2 separate regions of the Sus scrofa genome follow, and region 1 is linked to region 2. A link is a contact called in public HiChIP or PLAC-seq data. All regions are on one chromosome and are shown on one strand. The core of a region is the stretch at or near the end of the contact, and the rest is flanking DNA. Distances in the headings are between cores, read along the strand shown. Region 1 holds the start of BCL10 (B-cell CLL/lymphoma 10). Region 2 holds the start of SH3GLB1 (SH3 domain containing GRB2 like, endophilin B1).

What was found. HiChIP or PLAC-seq counts read pairs in DNA pulled down with a chosen protein or histone mark.
Region 1: a contact with region 2 is called in an H3K27ac HiChIP or PLAC-seq map of alveolar macrophages. The contact joins the promoter of BCL10 here to the promoter of SH3GLB1 in region 2. A contact is called at or near these places in 1 of 47 Hi-C or Micro-C datasets (embryonic fibroblasts) and 1 of 2 datasets of contacts at active chromatin or transcription factors (alveolar macrophages).

The regions. Positions count from the first base shown.
Region 1 is chr4:130,643,939-130,648,726 of Sscrofa11.1, reverse strand. BCL10 (B-cell CLL/lymphoma 10) reads right to left here and starts at 3,300. Exons shown (of 3, transcript NM_001103213.2): 1 at 3,229-3,300. The coding sequence starts at 3,285.
Region 2 is chr4:129,392,192-129,396,991 of Sscrofa11.1, reverse strand. It overlaps SH3GLB1 (SH3 domain containing GRB2 like, endophilin B1), which reads left to right and starts at 1,521. Exons shown (of 9, transcript NM_001168421.1): 1 at 1,521-1,592. The coding sequence starts at 1,521. It overlaps ODF2L (outer dense fiber protein 2-like), which reads right to left and starts at 941. Exons shown (of 14, transcript XR_002343752.1): 1 at 452-941.

The DNA of each region.
Region 1 (4,788 bases), core at 2,051-4,550, 1.2 Mb before region 2:
AGACGCACAAGACTTGAATCCTGCATTCAAAGGACACATGGTCTAGCTGAAGAATACATGATCAACTCAAGCTAATGATCAGGAGACAATGAGATACAACTTGGAAAAAAGTTACAGGTCAAGTACTGGGGATGCAGAGAGCAGGCAACTGACTCTGCCTCCAGGACCTGGGAAATTGATCGAGGCTAAGCCTGAGCTAGAAGCATAAAAGGAATGCAGTGGCGGGGGGACCTCATCAAAGGTTTATAAATAAGAGGCGAAAAGAAGACTTTTACAGACGATTGGGAGAAACAAAAACGGGTCAAAGGAGACATGAGAAGACTGCTGAACTCTCTTACCCAGGATGTGCTGAGTGCGAGAATTTAAGCTGTGGGGATAACAAATGAGAAACACAGACTTAAAAAGACCGTCTCCTTGGAAAAGCTCAACTGCTGCAATTTCCAACCCCTGTGCGTGGATGACTCCTGAAAATGCCTATGATCAAGACTCTCTCCACCTAGAGATGCCGGCAGTACTTCAAACTCAACACGCCCCAAGCCGCATCTGCGTCCCCATCCTTTTCCTCGGACGCTCTCGGCTCCCCTGGGAGGGCCGCCATCCGTCCAGACGCGCGATACACCCCGACAACTCGTCCTGGGCTTTTCCCCTTTCACTCGCTTGCCACACTGGATCACCCTTCCTCCAAGTCCCACCAGTCCGCCCTCGACACTTCTCTCATCTGCCCCCTCTCCCTCCCGAGCCCTAGCACCGTCCTAGTTCTGGTCCCCTGTACTCTGCCTGGACTGCTAACAAGACACCTCGCTGTACCTCTTCCTTCTCTCCCCACAGCCCTCAAATTCCTCCCCACACATCATCAGACGTCTCATTGCTCAAGAAAAAAAAATGGAAATCTGGAGTGTGAGATGAATTCTACTAAGATTGAAATGCTGTTAATTTTTAAAAAATGTGAAACACTGTGTTCCACCGCAACTTAAAGGATAAAGTTTCTCACATGGCAGAATAGTGGAGAAGTTAAGAGCACGGCTCTGGACCCAGGCCCACCTCAGTGCAAATCCTGCATCTGCCACGATCTCCTGTGGGAGCTGGGCAAGCTCCTCAGCCTCTCTAGCTTCAGATTCCCCACTGGTCATCACCAATAAATACACGGCACGATCCCTGGGAGGACTAACTGGACAGCGCTTACCAGGGACTTGCCCATCCACGGGATTTTTTTTTTGCCTTTTTAGGGTATCACCTGAGGCGTATGGAAGTTCCCAGGCTAGGGTCAAATCTGCACTGTAGCTCCTGGCCTACACCACGGCAACACCAAATCCGAGTCTCATCTGCAACCTGCACCACACCTCACGGCAACGCCGGATCCTTAATCCACTGAGTGAGGAAAGGGATGGAACCTGCGTCCTCATGGATACTAGTCAGGTGTGTTACCGCTGAGCCATGACGGGAACTCCATCCATGGATTTTAGTATCAGCGGCCAGTCCTCCATAGTTACAGAGGGATGATTGTATATTCTTCAAGAGAGAAAACAGCAGAAACAACAAGCAGCTTTGAGGGAGGGATGATAAAATGATCAACCTTAGACAAGGTGAGGAATCTGAAGGATATCAAACTGGATTTCCCGCAACTATTTGGAAATAAGCACTTAGATTTGGGAAAGAAGGCAGGCCAAATATATGTATGATAATTTTAAACCTTCTAAGGTCATAAACCATTTCCATCACGTGAAAAAATGTTCTAAGAAAAAAATGAGCAGCTCTATTTTTTTCACAGCTGTCCTGAAACCGGTGCATGATTCCCCAAGGTTATGAATTTCAGAGCTGGCTGTGCACTGAAATCTTGGAGATGGAGAATGTCAATGAGCTGACGGCAAAAAATACAGGCCTGGCAGTCACCCTTCACATCTGTGTTTGTGTGCGGGTTTTGGAACCTCCCACTTGCAACCTCTCACTACCTGTTTTGTCAACTGTAAAATGGAAAAGACAGCGATCCCCCTCAGAGGCTGGTGTACAGATGACGCTAGAACACTGTAAACCGTGCGATGCAGCACCTGCCTCCTGAAGTTCATGCTTTTACTGGCACAAATCCTGAACAGCACAACACTCATTCTTTAGTAGTTACCAACATCCGAGTTCTGACGGGAATGGGAAGCAGGGACCTGTCATTTTTGGGTATCTTTCCAGGCCGAGGAACAGTGCTTTCCATCTAGTGAGCGCCCCAGAATTATCTGCTGAAGGAGGAAATTAAGGCACAAGCCCTACTCTTAACCAGAGTCCTTCTGCTAATGAGTCACACCGACTCTGCATTATGGGTACAGTGTGATAAACCTCACAGGTGAGGGAAAAGGAAGCACAGGAACATTTAAAAAGCTGCTTCCTGTCCACTTCACAAAGGTGGTTTTGTACAGCACTGCGGCGCTAAGCGAGAACACAGTTCATGTTGATTTTTAAAATGTGAATTAATACAAAGTATTTTAATGGTACTCATACAAGTCTCACAAAGCAAAACAAACAACTAAGAGCAAAGGGTAAGAGAAACAAGTCACTCTTGGTGAATAAATATTAAGATTTGTACATTTCTGCAGCATCCAAGCAGCGGAGCATAACGCAGCTACCGAATGTTTCCAGCGTTCACCTGTAAATAAATTCTCGGCCTTCGGGCCCCGGCCCCCGTCCCCTCCCCCTCGCCCCTCCGATTTAAATACGTGGGCGTTTGCTTTCTAGGGGAATTCCGACTCGTGCTTTCAGCTGCTGAGCTTCCCTCAACCCCCGCTGCCAAAGTTTCACATATTTGCTCCACTGCTTGGGATGCTTTACCTGGTCCAGCTTTTGCTCCAGGCTGAGAGAGCCAGCAGCCAAGGCTCAGACTCAAGGACGAGCTTGAGTCGCCGACTTCCGACAACGTAGCTCCACCCCTGGAAGCGCCAGAGGATGGGTGGGGAGTGGGCCGGAGGCTGTGAAGGAGCGCTCCACCCAACAAGGTTCCAGAAACCCAAGCCCCGCTTTGATTGATTTAACACGCGAGTTCACAGGTCACCAGGGGTCGGACCGCTTCCACCAGGTCCCCGCGATGCCGGCTCGGCTCCCGCGGCGCCCGGACCTGCCGCTTCTCCCACCGCGCGCTGCTCCCCAGCTGCGGGCCGGGCCGGGCCGGGCCGCCGGGTTTCCGCTCCCGTCGCCCGCAGGCACGCAGCCCGCCCCGCCCGCCCGCCCGGGCCCGGCCGTGCTACTCACGTCCTTCTTCACTTCGGTCAGGTCCTCCTCGGTCAGGGACGGCGCGGCGGGCTCCATGGCGGAGGCGGGGGACGGCGCTCCTTCCGGGTCCGCGCTCGGGCTGCGCCGCCCCGCCCAGGCTGGGGGCTTCGGCCTCCCGAGGAGGGGTGGGGAGGGGAGGCGGAGAGGGTGGGGGGACGGCTACCTCCTCGAAAACAGGGGGACCGAGGGTCAAACAAGCGCTTCCGGCTCTGCCTCCGGGCCGACGGCGGCGCAGACCTACGCGTCTAGACGCCGAGCTCCGGGCTCGGCTCCTGCGCGCTCGCGGAGGCCGGGGCGCAGGACCGCCCCTCTGGGAGGCCGGCCCTCGGAGAGCCCGTCCCGTCTCTCCGAGAGCCAATCGGAGCCAGCCCGCGGCCGGCCTGGTCCCGCCCCCGGCCGGAGCCCTTCCAGGGTGGCCCCGCCCACGGCCTCCAGGTCGTTTGCATGGGGCGGGGGGAGGCCTCCCGAGAGGATCGTTTCCGTGGGCGGGGCCGGCGCGGCTCGGTCTGTGGGCGGTCGCCGCCCGCGCGGGCGGCTCTGATGCAGCTGGAGCTCTGCTGGTCGGTGCTGCTGTGTTCCTCCCCTTCTCCCAGCCCCTGCCCACCGATTTCCTGTTGCTGTTTGCCCACGCAAGTTTTACAATGGTTTGGTCACACACAGACGCTCGCGCGCGCGCACACGAGACTCATATACAGCCTAACTGCAGTTCATATTGAAGGAATTTCTGAAAGAGAAAAACCGCCTACAATGCCATCACTTTAACACCTCATTTAACCTCTGCATACTTTCTGGTCACTGTTTATGATAAACGTATTTCCTTATTTCTTCATCTGAGGGATGAAGATGTGTCTCTTCTACCTCTCACAGGTGACAATTCAATGACGTGACAGATGTGAGGTTCTTAGAGGTCTGGGCCCACAGTCCGTGCTCAGCTCTTGCTCAAACATTTATTGAGTCCTTCCTACTATATTCTAGACACCCAGTCCCGTAAGAGTTCTCCCATCTTTCTGGGGGAGACTGATGAACAGATACGATTCTCAGAACGGTGCATCCAAAGTAACGAGGGTGATAAGTCCGGAAAGGGCTCAGGGCCCAAGACGATTGTTTGGACAACATGGTAAATAAACTAGAAAGAAAGTATATGGTATTTGGAAGCTAGAGGGTAGATAAAAATGCGGACCAGGGGGCGGAAGACAAATTTGAGGATCCAGAATCCTTTAAAGGAAGGGAAAACAAGAACCAGAAAACAACAATGTTGTCAAGGCCGCATCAATGTATTTTTCCATCACAGGGCAGGGATCTTACTTTTAACATTACATCATGTGTGTTTGTCCATATTCATACACAGTATTTTTTCTGATTGCTTAATCTTCCGTCATCTTTTTCTAACCCAATTCACTTAACTAGTTGTTCTTTCATTCACAAATATTTGTTGAATGTCAACTATGGGCCAGACACTGTTCTAGGTGCTGGGGAAATAGCTATGAACGAAATAGTTAAAAATTCCTTTCCTCCTGGAGTTTAAATTCGTGTGTGTGT
Region 2 (4,800 bases), core at 272-2,771:
TGTATGTTATTTGCTATTCCTTATAATATGCTTAGGCTCTAATCTTTGTGCCTTTAACAGCCACCGCTGCTATGGCTGCTGTTTCAGTAAAACTCAGAAGCATGAATGTGAGCTCATGTCACCGCCCACCGGGCCTGCTGTCACTTTCCCAGCCCTAAAGTAATAAAAGGGCAACACAACAAATGCATGGAGCCTTTTCTTATACTTGAAATTCTAGTCTCCCCTCCCTCCGTGCTTGTACCCATGTGAACTTCAATCAAGCATAAGCTGTGTCCTGAGGCTGCTTAACAAGATACTTGGAATTACGGGCTTTTGCGCAAATTCCACGTCACGGGCTCCTTAGTTATGAAAATTCACATGTATTCCCATTCGTTATTAACGTTGACATCGTACCCCATTAGTTATCAAGCCCGCCTCGCCCAGCGGCTAAGGGTCCCTCGGTGTCGCTCACCACCGTGCACGGCCACGTCCAGCCTGGCTCTCCGGGTCCCGGGCGCCGCGTTCTGCACCAGCAGGCGCCCAGGGTCGGACCTGCAGCCCAGCAGGTGAGCGCTGCCGCGGGCGGGGCTGGGGTCCCTGGAGGTCAAGAGCCGCCCCGAGAGCGTCCTGAGGCGGGGACAGGCCTGGGCGGTAGGTGTCCCCAGCACGGGTTGCAGTCCTGGTGCCCAGCAGATGCTCAGCAATGCCGAATGAATGAACAGCGGGCGCCGCGGGGACTTGACTTCAAGTCTGTTCTGCAAACGTCCACGAGCGCCATCCGGGCGTCAGGCACCAGCGGGGCGCGGGACCTACAAGACTCATTTCACAGGTGCTGTAATTCTACGCTACAACGTCCCCATTTTCTCCTAAAACAAAACGGGGGGTTGGGGTTCTCTCTGTTCTGGAGGCTCAGACCAAACTGCAAACGTGCAGCGGCGCAGCGGCCCCGCGGCGCGCTTCTCGCCGCGAACGCCACCCTCCCTGAGGGGAACGCGCCCAGCTCCCGGCGCGCCCCGCGGCTCGGCGGCCGCGGTCCTGAAGGGGACGCTGTTCCCGCGATAACCTCGGCGGCCGCAGACCTGAAGGGGTCGCTGTTCCCGCGATAACCCCTGTAAAGGCCCCGCCCCGCGGCCCCGCGACCGCGGCCCTGAAGGGGTCGCTGTTCCCGCGATAACCCCCGTAAAGGCCCCGCCCCGCGGCCCGCGCTCGCTTCCTCCGTTGGGGACCCGGCCCCTCGCGGCGCGGACGCCGGCCGCTCTCCTGGAAGCCCACCGCGGCCCCGCCGGCGTTCGCGGCAGCTCCCCCTGAAGGGACAGGCCCTGCGTCCCGGCCGCCGCCGCTCGGGCGCGCGGCCGGCTCCGAGGCGCCGGTTCTCGCCGCCGCCCCGCCCTCCCCCCACGGAAACGACAGCTGCGGCGGGGCCGGCGCCGCCTCCCTCCGACCACGTCCGCCCCCGCCGCGCGCACCCCGCGCCCCAGCCCGGCCGCCGCGCCGCCGCCTCCCGGTAGGTCCGCCGGCCGCCGCGCCCGGCTGCCCCCAGGATGAACATCATGGACTTCAACGTGAAGAAGCTGGCGGCCGACGCGGGCACCTTCCTCAGCCGCGCAGTGCAGGTACCGCGCGGGGGGGAGGGCGGCGGCGCCCGGGGGGCGGGGAGGGGTCGCCGAGGCGGCCGCGCCCGTGGTGCCGGCTTCCGACCGCCCGCGGGCCTGCTGCGGCCGCGGCCCCTGAGGGCGCGGCCTGGTACCCTCTGCGCCCGGCGGCCGTTTTCCTGCCCTCCTGCCCAACCGCCGCTCGGGCAGGCGCCGCGGAGCGGGGCCGGGCCGGAGCCTCCCTTCCTCGGGAGGAGCGGGGCCGGGCCGGAGCCCCCCTTCCTCGGGAGGAGCGGGGCCGGGCCGGAGCCCCGCTTCCTCGGGAGGAGCGGGGACGGGCCGGAGCCCCCCTTCCTCGGGAGGAGCGGGGCCGGGCCGGAGCCCCCCTTCCTCGGGAGGAGCGGGGACGGGCCGGAGCCCCGCTTCCTCGGGAGGAGCGGGGACGGGCCGGAGCCCCCCTTCCTCGGGAGGAGCGGGGACGGGCCGGAGCCCCCCTTCCTCGGGAGGAGCGGGGCCGGGCCGGAGCCCCCTTCCTCGGGAGGAGCGGGGCCGGGCCGGAGCCCCCCTTCCTCGGGAGGAGCGGGGACGGGCCGGAGCCCCGCTTCCTCGGGAGGAGCGGGGACGGGCCGGAGCCCCCCTTCCTCGGGAGGAGCGGGGACGGGCCGGAGCCCCCCTTCCTCGGGAGGAGCGGGGACGGGCCGGAGCCCCCCTTCCTCGGGAGGAGCGGGGACGGGCCGGAGCCCCCCTTCCTCGGGAGGAGCGGGGACGGGCCGGAGCACACCTCGAGCTCGGCCCCGGGCTGCGGCACCTCTCCTCCTGCCTCTCCGACGCCGAGGCCGGGGCCTGGGTGCGCTCCCTCCCGGGCGGGCGGAGCCCTTGCGCGTCCGCGAGGGGCCGGGAGACGGCCGTCCTTGCAGCACCCCCGCCCTGTCCTCCGGGCTCGCTCCTCGCCGGGTCCGAGAAGGAAGTTTGCTTTCCTAACCCTCTGTCGGGACAGCTGCCAGCACAGCGCCCCGCAGTCCTGCGCCCGGCTGCCCGCGTCCGGACTCAGCCAAGGCCGCGGGCTGGGGTCCCACTGGTTTTCAAAGTGGGGAGCACAGGCAGTGGGGCAGCGAGAGAGGGGGTGGGGTTCTTGTCGCGCCTCCAGTCACAGGGACATTTTTCGAAAACACTTTAGGGGGAAAGTTGAGTACCTCGCGTATTCAGAAATTAAGGAAGTGTCAGTCCTGGGAACTCGGGACAGTTTTCTGCAGGCGCCACCCACACTGTGCCACCGCGGGGAAATCTGTGAGCAGGTGTGAATTTCACAGTACGGGGTGTAAACAATCTGGCGTTTTAAGTTAATGGCACAGTCACAGTAGCAACAGCATTCTCTTTTGTAAACAGAAAACAAAAATAGTTTTCTAATGTAACATACCCGGCTGGTACTGAAATGTAAGTCATTGTGAAACTTTACTGCTTTCCTAGTTGCCTTTAGCCCACTTTTTTTGGCATAGTTGACGCTGCACGATGCTTGACTTGTAGAAGAATGGAAGAATTAGAGCAAGACACTAGCTGTTTATTTTAGTGCAAATTCTCAGTGATTCTGGTGCTGAATGCAGATTTGACACTAGGTAATGCCACTTTGAAATAAAGCTGGATGTTTTCGGGTACATAATCCCCACTGCTTAAGTAGGACATACGTATTATGGTTTGATTGAAGTGGTTGATCAACTTCATGTAAAAAATCTGGCACAGCTCTCAAGATGTGCTTCCCACGTTAATTTCAGTTATTCACTGTTTCAAATTCTCTAGGAAAAAGTTTGAAAATTCTATCTTCTGTTAGTTATCAAATAATTTTCAGTCTTAAATACTTCACTGTCTGCTCCACATCCGCATGTTACTGCTGTTTTGGCCAGTAGTGATACAGCAATAAATAAAATCGCCAAAATTTCTGCCCTCCTGGAGTTTACAGTCGAGCGGGAAAAGACAAACTAAGTACATTAGAGAAAAAAGCCAAAAAAGATTAGTTTAGGACAGGGGTGGTGGTTGCTGCTGTTACATGAACATATTGGAAAGGGCAGTTTTTTCTGTTAGGATCAAATTCAGAAAGACCTCAACGAAGTGACACTTCTCCCCTTTTTTTGTTTTTTTGTTTGTTTGTTTGTTTCCTTTGAGGAAAAGCATTTCAGGCAGAGGTAACAAATGCAGGATCTGAGGTTGCAGGGGTGCTAGAGAGACCAGTTAGGGAGTTGTGGCCCTAGGTCAGGCAAAAGGTGATGTGACTTAAATAAGAGGAGGTTCAGAATCTGTCCAGTGTTGAGTGTCATATTGGCTCTGGGTTATGAGAGAAAGATGAGTCAAGGATGACTCTGAGGTTGTGGCTTGAGCCATTTACTAAGAAGGGAAAAATTTCAGGAGGATCAGGCTCCTTTAATGTGTCTTTTTGTATTAAGTCTGTAATATATATTGCGAAATATTTATGTACAAACTATGTCATGTCTGAGAATTGCTTTAAAATATTTCAGAAGAAAAAATGTGGATAATTGAAACAGTATTGGCAAAAGGTTGATACTTGCTGACGCTTGGTTATGGGTTCATGAGGTTTTATTATACTACTATACATTATGTGTGACATTTTCCATGGTTTTTTAAATAAAATATGTAAGGAAAAAGAGGTGGTTGCAAAATGGAACGTGAAATCTGGAATGCTATGTGGTAATTTTCAACAAAATACTGCATTCCCATTTCATTATTTAGTCAGTAACAGAGTTCCTGCTCTAAATTGAGTTGACCTAAGTGTTGTGCCAAAAAGTGCCAAGTTTCATGCTAAGAATAGTGTAAGAGCTATGCCAGTTCCTCATTACAAGCAATAAGATCAGCAGGAATGGAATTCAGCTTTAATATTTCTGAATAATAATTTCTATTCAAATAAAATTACACCTTAAGGAATAAGCCATTCTTTGGTTAGACAATTGCCATACATTTTTTTCATTTCAGTTAAAAATTAAACATGTCCCCTGTTTTAAAAAAGTAAAATAGAACTATTCGAGCATATAAATGGGTCCCATCACTCCACTCCAACTCTTCTAAAATTTGTCTCTATAACTCAGGACTTTTTTAAGAATATTAAGGTGAAATGTATAAATGAATAGTAATATTCATTCTCTAACAATCCATTTGGCTGTTTTTGTTGTTCTTACCTCCCTCAATAGAATACTAGGATCCAGTATTTGCCTTGGGAAATTGA